Linked DNA regions of Zea mays: region 1 is linked to region 2. The links are chromatin contacts, called in public Hi-C maps. All regions are on one chromosome and are shown on one strand. Each heading gives the region's core, a stretch centred on a gene start, on an enhancer-like site or on the middle of the called end of the contact. The rest is flanking DNA. Distances are from core to core; before and after follow the strand shown. Region 1 holds the start of LOC100193626. Region 2 holds the start of LOC100384547.

What was found. Hi-C and Micro-C count contacts between places; a contact is called where the count stands out from the background.
Region 1: a contact with region 2 is called in a Hi-C map of leaf, with 5 times the contacts expected there. The contact joins the promoter of LOC100193626 here to the promoter of LOC100384547 in region 2. A contact is called at or near these places in 2 of 25 Hi-C or Micro-C datasets (ear and leaf).

Annotation. Positions count from the first base shown.
Region 1 is chr4:149,976,124-149,982,553 of Zm-B73-REFERENCE-NAM-5.0, forward strand. LOC100193626 reads left to right here and starts at 5,133. Exons shown (of 2, transcript NM_001138726.2): 1 at 5,133-5,190.
Region 2 is chr4:149,744,681-149,751,363 of Zm-B73-REFERENCE-NAM-5.0, forward strand. It overlaps LOC100384547, which reads left to right and starts at 4,894. Exons shown (of 1, transcript NM_001177062.1): 1 at 4,894-6,199. The coding sequence starts at 5,133. The coding sequence ends at 6,056. It overlaps LOC103653816 (cell division protein FtsZ homolog 1, chloroplastic), which reads right to left. Exons shown (of 6, transcript XR_004857833.1): 6 at 6,396-6,683.

The DNA.
Region 1 (6,430 bases), core at 3,883-6,382, 230 kb after region 2:
GAACCAGTCCAGATGCCCACCTCGTTGATGATCTGTTTTGTGATGATCCAGACTTACCTTTATGAGTAGTTAGACTTTATCTTGTGAGATACTTGGTGATGTTAGTGATGATGCAGACTTATATCTGTTTTGTGATGATCCTTACTTATATTTGTGAGACTTTAGTGAGACTTTGTGATATATATGGTGTTGATGATAAATGTGTTCATTCTGTGATGTGATTGATATATAATGTGATGTGAATGATATATATCTTTTGTTTGTTTGGATGGAACAACAAAAGCAAATAGAAAAGGGACATTCTGGTCACTTTGCCGAGTGTAACACTCGGCAAAGGGTCGCTTTGCCGAGTGCCATGACCATGGCACTCGGCAAAGAAGGTAACCTGGGAACCGGTAAAGCCATCTTTGCCGAGTGCTGACCATGGCACTCGGCAAAGAAGGTAACCTGGGAACCGGCAAAGACATCTTTGCCGAGTGCTGATGCCAAGGCACTCGGCAAAGATACTGGCAAAGGGGCCCACTGGAGGGTTCTTTGCCGAGTGCCAGTGCATTCGGCACTCGGCAAAGAAGCTTCTTGTGCCGAGTGTCTACTAGAGCTCTCGGCACAGGGACTGGCGGTGGGGCCCACTGGACCAGTCTTTGCCGAGGGCCTCACACTCGGCAAAATTGGCCTCTTTGCCGAGTGCCACAGAACGCACTCGGCAAAGGATCTGTCACCGTCACTTGGCGCCGTGACGGTGACTTTTCTTTGCCGAGTGCCAAATGGCACTCGGCAAAGTCTTTGCCGAGTGCCCGACAAAAGGTACTCGGCAAAGAGGCTGTTGCCGATGTACAGTTCGCCGAGCGTTCTTTGCCGAGTGTGACACTCGGCAAAGGCTTCGCCGAGTGCACAATAGCCTTTGCCGTGTGTCTGAGACACACGGAAAAGACGCTGATTCCGGTAGTGCGTCCTGGACACGTGTCCCGCAAGTCCTCGATCGCGCCGGCAACATGACCCGCTCCTTCACGTCCTCACGTGAGTGCGTGTCCCAGGTGTCAGCCACCACGACTGCTGGTCATCCGGCTGCTCCGGTCCGTCAGCCAAAACCCAACACTCGTCCTTCATTGTTCCCGATTCATCAGCACGAGCACGTATGACTTTCACCTCAGTCGTCGACCACCGTCCCTGTGCTCCACACATGCACACCACAAGCGGATCAATATGGTTGCACATACATAATTAATCTCACACTCTGGTCAGCTCACTGACTATCACTACCGGAATTTGGCTCTTTGCCGAGTGTCATATTCTTTGACGAGTGTTTTATTTCGGGCACTCGGCAAAGAGCTCTTTGCCGAGTGCCACGCAAAAAACCCTCGGTAAAAGAAAACACTCGGCGAAGAAACTCTTTGCCAAGTGTTTTATTTTTGACACTCGGCAAAGAGTTTCTTTGCCGAGTGTCTTTTTTTGACACTCGGCAAAGGGCTCTTTGCCGAGTGTCACAAATACAACACTCGGCAAAGAGCTCTTTGCCGAGTGTTTTTTCTCCAACACTAGGCAAAGACAATTTAAAAATCACATTTTAAAGTAGTAAATTAATTCAAATGAAAAAGTTTTCAACTACAAATTTGTATAACTCATCATGATGTACAATTTATATATTGAACATTTCTTCATATGACAAAATAAAAAAAAATTGTTCATAAAACCTATATCTCTCTCGTAGTTTATGAAACTACGAGAGAGACGTATAGAATTTGTGCATATTGTTAGAACCATCATTTGAGATAAATAAATTACCAAACAACCAAAATAAACTTTGTAGATCTTGAGAAGTTATAGAAGTTTATAGTTAACAACTTTTTCATTTGAAGTCATATTGTCAACGAAAACTATGTCTGAATTTAAAAAATTTAAAATTTGAATTTTGAAAACGACTTCGAAAGGAAAAACCACCAACATGAAAGTTGTAGGTATTGAAGAGTTATGAAACTTTGTAGTTGACAATGTTTTAGTTTGAAATCATCTTGTTATGCAAAACTATGTTTGAATTTTGAAATTTGAATTTTTCAAACTGTCTCGGATGGAAAAACCACCAAAATAAAAGTTGTAGGTCTTGAAATATAATGAAACTTTGTAGTTGACAATTTTTTGATTTAAAATCATCTTATCATTGAAAATTTCGTGTGAAGTTTTTAAATTTAAAATTCAAATTTTATAAACAGTCTCGGATGTAGAAACTATTAAAATAAAACTTTTAGATCTCAAAAAGTTATGCAACTTTATAGTTGGTCACATTTTCAAATGAACTCATTTAGTGCCTTAAATAATCAAATTACTCTCTATTTGTTATAGTATGTGGGGAATGGAAACGTAATATAAACATAATTGGTGTAGTAGTGTAGTGGTATAGGATGGTATGCGCGAGAGAGAGGTTGCGAGTTCGAATCTCACCATTTACAAAACATATAAGTTTGATTCAAAATAATAGTGAAAAATGATAGGGCAACGGGTAAGGTAATAGGGGAGGGTTGGAGAGTTGTTCCTAGAATTTAAAAAATGTTTTACTATTTTTTTAATTTTTTCGATTCCTAATTTGCCGAGTGTTACAAAACATATAAGTTTGATTCAAAATAATAGTGAAAAATGATAGGGCAACGGGTAAGGTAATAGGGGAGGGTTGGAGAGTTGTTCCTAGAATTTAAAAAATGTTTTACTATTTTTTTAATTTTTTCGATTCCTAATTTGCCGAGTGTTTTTCTTTGCCGAGTGCTTTTTGACACTCGGCAAAGTCTTTGCCGAGTGTCCGAAAAAAAGCACTCGGCAAAGTCTTTGCCGAGTGTCCGAAAAAAAGCACTTGACAAAGAACCCTTTGCCGATGAAATCTTTGCCGAGTATTCTTTGCCGAGTGTTACACTCGGCAAAGCCTTTGCCGAGTGTAAAATAGCCTTTGCCGAGTGTCTTAGACACTCGGCAAAGAACGCGATTCCGGTAGTGTATCCCATAGTGGTATTTATTGACAATTACTCATCATCAATTCGAACCATGCATAAGGGATAAATCAACCTTATATGTTCGTATTTTTATTTAACTTTTTTATTTAAAAATAAACTATACGATACTAGTGATTCTTCGTACTATACTGAATTATACGAATCAATAATGCCATCGCATCGATTTGTACACGCATACAAACGACGAGACGATGGACCAGATTGCAAGCCGTTTCTGACTGGTGTCTTTCGGAGGGGCGCCAGTACGCTTCAGATTCTTCGATTTTTTTTCACGTAAATTTAATATCTTAACGTAGACGTGCGTGACGGTGACCATATATACGAATCAGCGGTGCCGAGTACGTACGAGTAGCTACTTATATCTGATCTGCATGCATGCATGTGCGAGGCGAAATTACGACACGTTTGATACGCCCCGATCCTAGAAAGGGATTGGTGAACGCACACGTTTGCTATATCCCAGTGGTGCAATTATTTAGGTCGAGGTCCACATGTGGGATGATATGATCTTGCACGATGCCATGATCCCATGTGGCCGTACGTGTATTAATGTCGCAGGTTTTGCTTGAAACAGCACGGGCGCAACCTTGAATTTCCTACAAAACATACTTGAGGGGGGCTTGGAATCATACCGTTCAGATTTTGTAAGAGTCGCTTATACCTTGTTCGGTTGCACGGAGATCGAAGAGAATTAAGATGGATTAAAACTTTTTCTAATTTAATTTCGACTAGCAAGGGATTTAGTGTTTTTGGTATATTTATTTTGAAGAGCGTTTCAAAAAATCTGGATTCTTTAATAATCTAGCTGTCACAAAATCAAGGGGTCTCCATGCAACCAAACAAAGGTATAAACGTGCGGAGGAAGATTAATGGGCCCGTAAGGTATTGGGACGCGAAAGCGGTAGATTCCTCCGGACACGATGACTCGATAAATTCTGCATTTACGTTGATTTAAGCGATTCTTATAGAAGTGAAGTGTTTAGCAGCCAAAATCCGATTTTACTAGCCAGAAGCTGACCAGAAGGAATCAAAAAGACATTAAATTTGCTCCAATCTCTATCAATCCACTTCTAACCAACCAAACGTGTTTTTCAACACGGGAATATAATAGTGCATGGTTTGCATCTTTTGCACAAAAAATACAGCTCTAGCTTCTTTCGTATGACCGTTATTGCGTATATTTTGTGTTAAAAGTATAGCTTTAATTTATTGCAATTTAGGTATGCACAAACTGTAATTTTTAGTTTTGAGATAAAAATCTCAATAAAGGTAAATAATAAAGTATAAAAATATTTTATTCTAGTTAATAGTGTTACATGAGTGTCGCCTCAAATTATATTAAAATTTAGACATCAAATATAGGAATAGTAAAAAAAATCTCTAATTTTTTCTCTCTCTCTCCCTCCCCATGTCGCTCTCTCCATTGCTATCCTCTCTCCCGTCCCATCACTCCGTCGCCATGGAGCTACGGAGCCCTAGAGAAATCATGGAGTGAAGAACAGCTCAAAAACAGCAAACCATTCGCGTGCTGTGCATATACCTCAACTGCAAAACTCCAGCTGTTTACTCCAGCAAATCACAAAATTCTCCTCATAATAATACCTCCGGCCTCAATTGCTTCTCCCTCTCCTCTCCCATCAACGCCACGGTTGGGTTTGCTCGACATATGCCTACCATCCAACCCATCTCTGGAGCCTCCTTTAAATCCAGCAATTAGGAATGCAAGTCACGTATTTCTTGAATCATTGGGTAGATCGAAAACAAAGAGAGAGAGAGAGAGAGAGAAGGAACTAGAATGGAATGGCACGCATCAATTCAAGAAGACAAATGAAGCCAAACTATTTTGGAACGGAGAGATATGCCCCATGAAGCAGTTTGGCGGATATATGCAGATATTAGGGAAAAAGGTAGTATTGAAAATTATGTTTCAATGTCCAAAACATTAATAATTTTTGTCAGGAGCGAGTAACATCTACATTATTGCAGATCTATAGATAAAGTACGACATAATATCAGAGACGCAGACATGTCATTTTCTTCCAACGAATAATGCATGTTTCGTCCTCTACTATGGGCAAATACGATATTTTACTCTTGCCAGACCTCTATATAAGGAGATGACGAGGTGTAGTGTACAAACCACACACACCACAGCACTAAAGTCTATTCATCTCTGGCTCCCCAAATTCAGCTGGTACGACAATTCTAGTATTCTATGATCAAAGGCATGTTTGGTTTGATGACTAAAGGCATGTTTGGTTCGTTGCCTCAATTGCCACACTTTGCCTAACTTTTTTGCCTAAGGTTAGTTATTCAATTTGGATGACTAACCTTAGGCAAAGTGTGGCACATTTAGCCACAAACCAAACATGCCTTAAGTTGCCACACTTTGCCTAACTTTTGTGCCTAAGGTTAGTTCTTCAATTCGGACGACTAACCTTAGGCAAAGTGTGGCATAGTTAGCCACGAACCAAATAGGCCCCAAATCTCTCTATTTGGTCTCTTTTCTTTGAATATCTCATGTACTAAAGAAATCATTACTACTTGCTTTTTATATATACTTGCAAGCGTATATATAGCTTGATCCTTGATGACATAGGTTAATATTTCTCTCCCTAATAAGATTCCCCGAACTACTTGTTTTGTCGTTGTAGGATTCAAAATTTTCTTGGAATACCTGTTACACTGAGCATTCCAAAGCATTATTAACTCCACGCCTATCAACAACATATATAGCCACAGCACCCGGTTATATTTCCCTTGCCAAATCCTCCTTCCGCCTCGAACAAGGAAGGAACCAGAATTTTTTTAAGATGGATTAAATTAAACTGATACAATATAGTAGTCCCTTCTATATCATACTATGTATATTTTAAATTTTAGGGGAGGCTATCCAGTGAAGCTCCATGGGCTCAGGAGCGGTAGGGGGTTCTCGAGCCTCGCTCGCTCACCGCTGCATCCGTCCCTGACCTCCAAATAAATAGATTGCAAGCTTAAAAATTTGTCTACAAATAAGTTAATCTCTAAAAGAGGTTCAATAGTTCACCAGTCTATTTATTTTTCATGAGAACGCCTCGATTACTACACCCCTCACATCTCTCATTCTAGCGCTGAGTTTCTACATTTGGATGTGTGTAGTAAATGCTATAATTAGTATGATATTGAAACAATTATTGATTATTGCAACTGCTCTAGCTAATGAAGGATAATAAAGATTTTTTTGTCATATGAACTTGCTAGGAATCTATTTATCCAGGGACAAAATGAGTACACTAGTGAATAGGGATGCAAGACATCAATGATTGTGACGAGGAAAATAGTTTTCACTTTAATGCTCTCTATTTTGTATGAGATTAGTTAGAATGATAAATTTGTGAAATGGAAAGAGTATATCATTTTGTTTCTCGAAAGACACAGGAGAGTCGTGTTGTCAT
Region 2 (6,683 bases), core at 3,644-6,143:
CGAAGATTTCGACCGCATAATTTTCTAGGTCGAAGATGAGGTGCTAAAGTGGTCTGCTGGGGCGCTTTATGATAGGATGTGGGGCCCTCACGGCCGTGATACTATCCGGGAAAGGTCTGACCGGGCGATGGAGTAGGTACGGATTTGTGTTTTTTCGGAATGTGTACTTATATTTGGTGCTATTTCTGTAGATGGCGAATGATGAGGAGGTCGACGACTTCGGAGGCCTGGAAAGCACGGTGCCTCCGGCGGAGGATGCGAAGGTGGGGATTGGGGAGCAGTCGGTGCCGCCGACTGGTGCTGGCGAGGACCCTATGGTAGCCACCATGCCGCCTGGTGAAGACACTTCGGTGGTAGCCGCGCCGGCTGCCGAAGACCCTGCAGCATCGGTCGGCCCTTCGCAGGTGGCGGGATAGAGCTAGGGGTGTTGGATGTAGGGCTTTGTTTTTGTGATACTGAAAATCGGTTGCTGCGCAGGTTCCGACGTCTGGGCCTGCGCAAGCAACCCCCACTGATGATACTAATTTTGTGGCAGCCGCAATCGCAGTGCCTGCTAATGATAGTTTGTTTGGTCCTGAATCTAGGTATTTTTCATCTGATAGTGAGTTTGGGAGCCCGTTTTCCTGGACTGAAGAGTCTTCGGATGAAGATTTGGATTATTTTGCTGCGTTAGGTGTGGCCGCGGCAAAGTCCTCACCGCGGCTGGAGGTGGGCGAAGCGTCTAATCCCCCGATGACGAAAAGTGGTGTCGAAGCATAGCGTTGGCGAGATGTTACGAAGTGGTAGCGTCGTCGGATGGGGATGGAGCGAACCCGCCTTCGAGCGGATCGGGGTGGCCAACGGGATCTGCTGCCCTCGTCGTTTGGGACGAGTATTGGTGAGGGGATCTGCGGAATCTTTTTGAGGGTGAGTAATTGAAAATGATGTTGTTTAATTATCGGGAGGCAGGTATTATCCCAAAGGCTAAGCCGATGTAATGTGTTTGGTGCCCTTGCTCTTGTCTTGCGGTAGTGAGTGAAACGCTGCCCTCCCCTGGCTCACAATAAAGAGAGGAAAAAATGCGATTGTATTTATTGGTGTGGTAGGGTTGATGGCCCCTCGCTGTGTGTATGTAATCTGTGACTCTGTTTATTGTGTGTAATGTGATTGTCCGGAATTTGTATAAGATGCGAAATTTGTGTGTTGTGACTGTCCGCCTGCACCCTTAGGCGACTTTTACACGGATTTGTCTTTTGGAAAAGACTTCGTATCGTGCACTTGTTGTGCTTGTCCGGCTGCACCCTTAGGCAATTTTTGCGCGTTGTCTTTTAGTAAAGACTTCGTATCGTGCACTTGTTGTGCGTGTCCGACTGCACCCTTAGGCGACTTTTGCGTGGAGTTGTCTTTTAGTAAAGACTTCGTATCGTGCACTTGTTGTGCGTGTCCGGTTGCACCCTTAGGCGACTTTTGCGCGGAGTTGTCTTGTTGTAAAGACTTCGTATCGTGCACTTGTTGTGCGTGTCCGGCTGCACCCTTAGGCGACTTTTGCGCGGAGTTGTCTTGTAGTAAAGACTTCGTATTGTGCACTTGTTGTGCATGTCCGGCTGCACCCTTAGGCAACTTTTGCGCGGAGTTTGTCACATGCGAGGGTAGTCTACGCTACCTGTCGCGGTGACCTCGAATTGGTCGAATGCCGAAGGCCGTCGGACGGTCTTTTTCGACATGGTGATTCTTGAAATTTTTGCGGGGTGCTTTTCACTGGTATATTACATGGCTCCACCTCGTTAAAAACCTCACCCCCCGGGAGGAAAAGAGTAAGGGCCTGAACAACATTGTTTGCAGAATTACAAAGACGCGTAGGCCCTAGGACTTAAACAAAAAAATTCCGGAGATTATCGATGTTCCAGGAATGTTCTAAGTCTTCGCTGGATGATGTTGTCAACCTGTAAGCACTGGGGGATGCCTTCGTATTGACTATGAATGGACCTTCCCACTTCGGCTCTAGCTTGTCTCGTGACTCTGTCCGGGTGGTTCTTACGAGTACGAGGTCCCCTTCGTTGAATTCTCTTGGGACGACTGTGTTGTCGTGCCAGGCCTTGGTTTAAACCTGATATTTGTCGAGGGCCTGGAGGGCGAGGACGTGGTCTCCGTCGATGAGATCTTTGGAAGCTGGTTCATCGACATCAGGGATGACTGATTTGTCTGTTCGTGGGGACTCGTGCTTTAACTCTTGCGGCGTCATGGCCTCAGATCCATACAATAGGCGGAAGGGTGTGAACCCGGTTGTCTGGCACTCTGTTGTGTTTAGGGCCCATACAACTTCAGATAATTGGTCGGCCCATTTTCCCTTTTTGTCATCAAGAAGCCTTTTCTTGATGGCACTAAAAATCTTGCCATTGGCGCGCTCAACAACACCGTTGGATTGTGGGTGGTGCATAGAGGCGAAGACAGGCTTGGTGCCGATGGAAAAGCAGAAATCCCTGAAGTCTTGGCTGTCGAACTGTTTGTCGTTGTCGACTGTGAGTTCGGACGGGACTCCGAAGCGGCAGACAATGTTTTGCCAGAAGAATTTTTGGGCGAACTTCGATGTTACTATGGATACTGCCCTGGCCTCAATCCACTTTGTGAAATATTCGACGGCAACGAAGGTAAACTTGAGGTTCCCTTGAGCTATGGGTAGTGGTCCAACGATGTCCAGCCCCCAGCGTTGAAGTGGCCATGTATGGGCGATGAGTTTAGTGAATAGCGAAGGGCTGCCTGAGCGAGGGGAGAACTTTTGGCATGCTTCGCATGACCTTGTGACTCGATTGGCGGTGCAGATTATTGCGGGCTAGTAAAATCCCTGATGAATCACCATGGCAGCGAGGGCCCTAGGTTCTGAGTGGGAGCCGCAAGTTCCGTTGTGGACTTCGCGGAGGATTTTTATGCCTTCGGTTTCGGTTATGCACTTCAGCATGGGCTGGCTGATCCCCTTTTTGTACAGTTGACCCTAGACTAATGTGAAGTCCCTGCTTCTTTGCTTTAGTCATTTGGCCTCATTGAGATCGATTAGATGATAGTGTCCTTGTAGGTACAGTGTTATTGGGGCCCGCTAGTCTTCGGCCATGATGAGGTTGACGATGCGGTGGCCATCGGTGTCCTGAGTTATTTGTAAACCTTTAGGGTTACGGACAGCTGGCGTGTCGATGACGTGGTAGAACACGTCGGAGGGCAAGGCCTTGCCCTTGGCCGCTGCTTTGGCCAACGCGTCGGTCTCTTCGTTCTTGTTGCGGTCGACATGTTGCAGGGTGAAACCCTTGAATTGTCTATCGAGGCTGCGGACAGCTGTGAGATACTGCATGAGCGTGGGGTCTTTTGCTAAGTACTCCTTCTCAACCTGGCCGATGACTACTTTGGAGTCTGTCCTGATTATGCATGTGGTGACACCGAGTGCTCGTAATTTGCAAAGTCCTAGGATGACGGCTTCATACTCTGCTATATTGGTAGTGCATCTGTCGGACTCCAAGGCGAAGCTGAGGCATGTTGCGTATCTGTACTTGACGCCTGCGGGTGATGTTATGATCGCCGTGGTGCCTGCCCCCGCATGGCACCACGGGCCATCGCAGTGGATGGTCCAAACTTTCTCTGGTGACTCTTCTTGTTGCCATGTTGGTCCTGTCCAGTCAACGATGAAGTCTGCCAAGACTTGTGATTTGATCGTTGTTCTGGGTTCGAAGGTGATGTGGTACCCGGAGAGTTCGGCTGCCCATTTGGCGATTCGGACGGATGCCTCCGGGTTCCTGAACAATTCTCTCAGGCCCCTGTCCGAATTGACCCGTACTTTGAATGCCTCGAAGTAGTGGCGCAGTTTGCGCGATGCCATGACGACTGCGTATAAAAAATTTTTCTAGCTCGGTCATGTTGCACTTAGAAGTCGTGAGGACTTCGGAGACATAGTACACTCGGCACTGCCGACTTGTGCCCTCTCTGTCCTACTCTTGGACTAACGCTGCGCTGACTGCACATGGTGTGGCCACAATGTATAGAAGAAGACACAACGAAGGATCAGGGCTAGCTGTAACACCCTAGGTGTTTGTATTCTGCTCGACAACGAGTATGGATTTAAGCACGTAATATCAGTGGATAAAACGGATGCTCAATTTTAAAAATCTTTGCATATCGCGATTTTAATATCGCATCTATTTCGTCTATCGCGAGGTCGACATCGTTTTTATTTATCCGGTCTCTTCTTAAATTTTCGTGATGTTCGGAACATTGTTGTTCCGAAAATCGGTGCGTCCGGTGATTATTTTAAATCGTCGCTCGCACGAATACGAATTCGGAAGCCCGACACACTCGGATGATTTTTATCCCAGGCAAATTAGTTTGAACTCGACGACTAAAATGATCGGGGTAAAATAATTCGAATCGCGCGAAATCTTGCGCGAGGTTATGACCCAATTTATCCTCCAGCACGCTGTTTTGGCGAGCGCAAGAGTAATAATTGGGCCTCTTTTTCCAGTGTGTTGTCTTCGGCAGAGAAATCGGGTGCTTGATTAGTGGATGAGATTATCAGGTTAGACGAGTTAAGCGCCGACTAAATACTGAAGCCGAAATCCGTCTAATTCAGTCTATTTGCATTCTGTCCGAAGCAAACCAAACCACTGTAATTAGTATTGACAACAAGTAATTAGTAGATGATTTAGTTTGCTAAATCATTAGAATGAAATGCGTAGTTGAATAACGTTTCTACCCAGTGTACATTGCTAAAAATTTGGATTCAAAAATATCTGCGAAATTCTTTAAAGAAATAAAAAAAGGAATTCTCAACGTTTATCGGTTGCCGTCTGAAACTTCAGATTTTTTTTACCCGTTCGTTCTCATCTCTTGACCGCCCCTGCTCAAGATTTTTTTCCACGCCGCTGTCTTCTTCTCCCAGCTTTATCTTCAGCCGCGCGCAGCCGCTCTTTTCTACCCCAGCGCCGCGCGCATGCCCCTGTCGCGCAGCTCCTGGCTCGCCCCTGCGATCGCCATGGCGATTCCCCCTGCGTCAGCTTCCTCGGCGTTCATCACCCTGCTCCCCTCGCCGGCGCCGAGTTCCTGCCCCATCTTCCTCGCCGAGCTTCTCTGCTGCGCGCTGGTTTCTCCCCCATGGCGCATCACTGCTCGGTTCCATGGCCAGCCGAAGCTCCCTGACGTTCGTCCTGACCGCCGCGCCTTCTCTCTCTGCTTGCTGCTCGCCGGTGCCCTGTCCCAGTGTCGCGGCGCCCTGCTCATTCTTCCTGGCGCTCGGCCTTGAAGCTCCCTTGGCTGCCTGCGTCGCGCCCAGTTCTCCTCCCTTTCCCATGGCTGCTCTCTCTCCTTCCTCTCCCTCCTCTGCGCAGCGCCGCATCTCTCTGCTGGTCACGGCACGTCGAGCCCCCAGCGCTGCGGCCCTTTCCCCAGCTTCTTTCTCCCTGCGGCAGCTCGCCCTCGCTTGTGCCGCGCCCCTGCGCTCGTCGCGGCGCTCCAGCTCGCCCATCTGCGCGCAGCCACGAACTCCCCTGCGCTCTGCTCGCAGCGCCGCAGTTCTTTCTCCCGGCTCCCTCTGTCCGTTCTCGACCGCGCCTTGCTCCCTGGACGCGCACGCAGCGTTCCGTCGTCCCTCGCCATGCCGAGTTCTCTGCGCGCAGTCGCGTCCCACTGCTTGGCTATGGCCACCATCGTGCCTAGGATTTGTGCATCCTTCTCTGTTCAGCCTCGGCAAAAAAAAACTCTGGATGCTTGGACCCCGCCTCGACCAAGTCTTCCGTTTTGGCCGTCATAGGTTGTCGTCGTTCATCATCGCGTCGTGCAGCAGCGCGTCCCTTATCGTGCCCATGCTTAATACTGCCATTCCTGCTGTGCCTCGCTTCCGTTGTGTTCGATTAAATGTTGGACCAAGATTCCACGATGTCACTCATCCTCGTTGTGAAACCCTCACGCTCATCATCCCCTGTTCGATCTCGTCGTCGAGCTTCGCCTCAGACTTAGCTCGTCGGTCACGCTCGCCAGATGTTCGATCAAGGACTTCAGCTGAAGGCCGTCGTTGTTCAGGCAACTACCAAATCGAATTGTGATGTGGTGAGCCGATTCGCTATTTTTACTATCGGTTTTATGATCGTAAAATAAGACGCTTCGTATGCGTATACGATTAAGTTAGAAATACCAGTGATGCGAGGTGTGCGCTTGGTAATTATGGCTAGATCCGTTGTTATGGTGTTATGTTGTGTGATGTTATGGGGTCGATGATAGAAGTGGAATTCTAGTTGTTGGGCGATAACGGGAAGGACGTTGTTCATCGCGTGCTTAATGCTTGACTAGGTACATGCCCGTGCGTTGCAACGGTGAACAAACTACTTTCTACAAAATATTAGTGCACAAAGATTAAAATTATCAACCTCAACATCTCACTGAAAAATATTCAAATTTAAAATTCCTTGTAATTTCGAAACTCCTTATGTCACTACAACAAAGGTTTATTCATCCAAGCTGTATAATTTCATCATCAGCTTCAAGCACCTGTTAACTTAGAGTGCTCCAATACGCTTAGGCCCAATTACAAAAAGTTACATATACCAAAATAAAACTCGACAATGAAAATTATCTACCTAGAGTAAATTTTGAATAGTTGGCGCCCTTTCACTTAAAACAATGAGGAGCAAAAAGCTATGAAGTATGGCCCTTTGACCTGAAACATTAGGCTA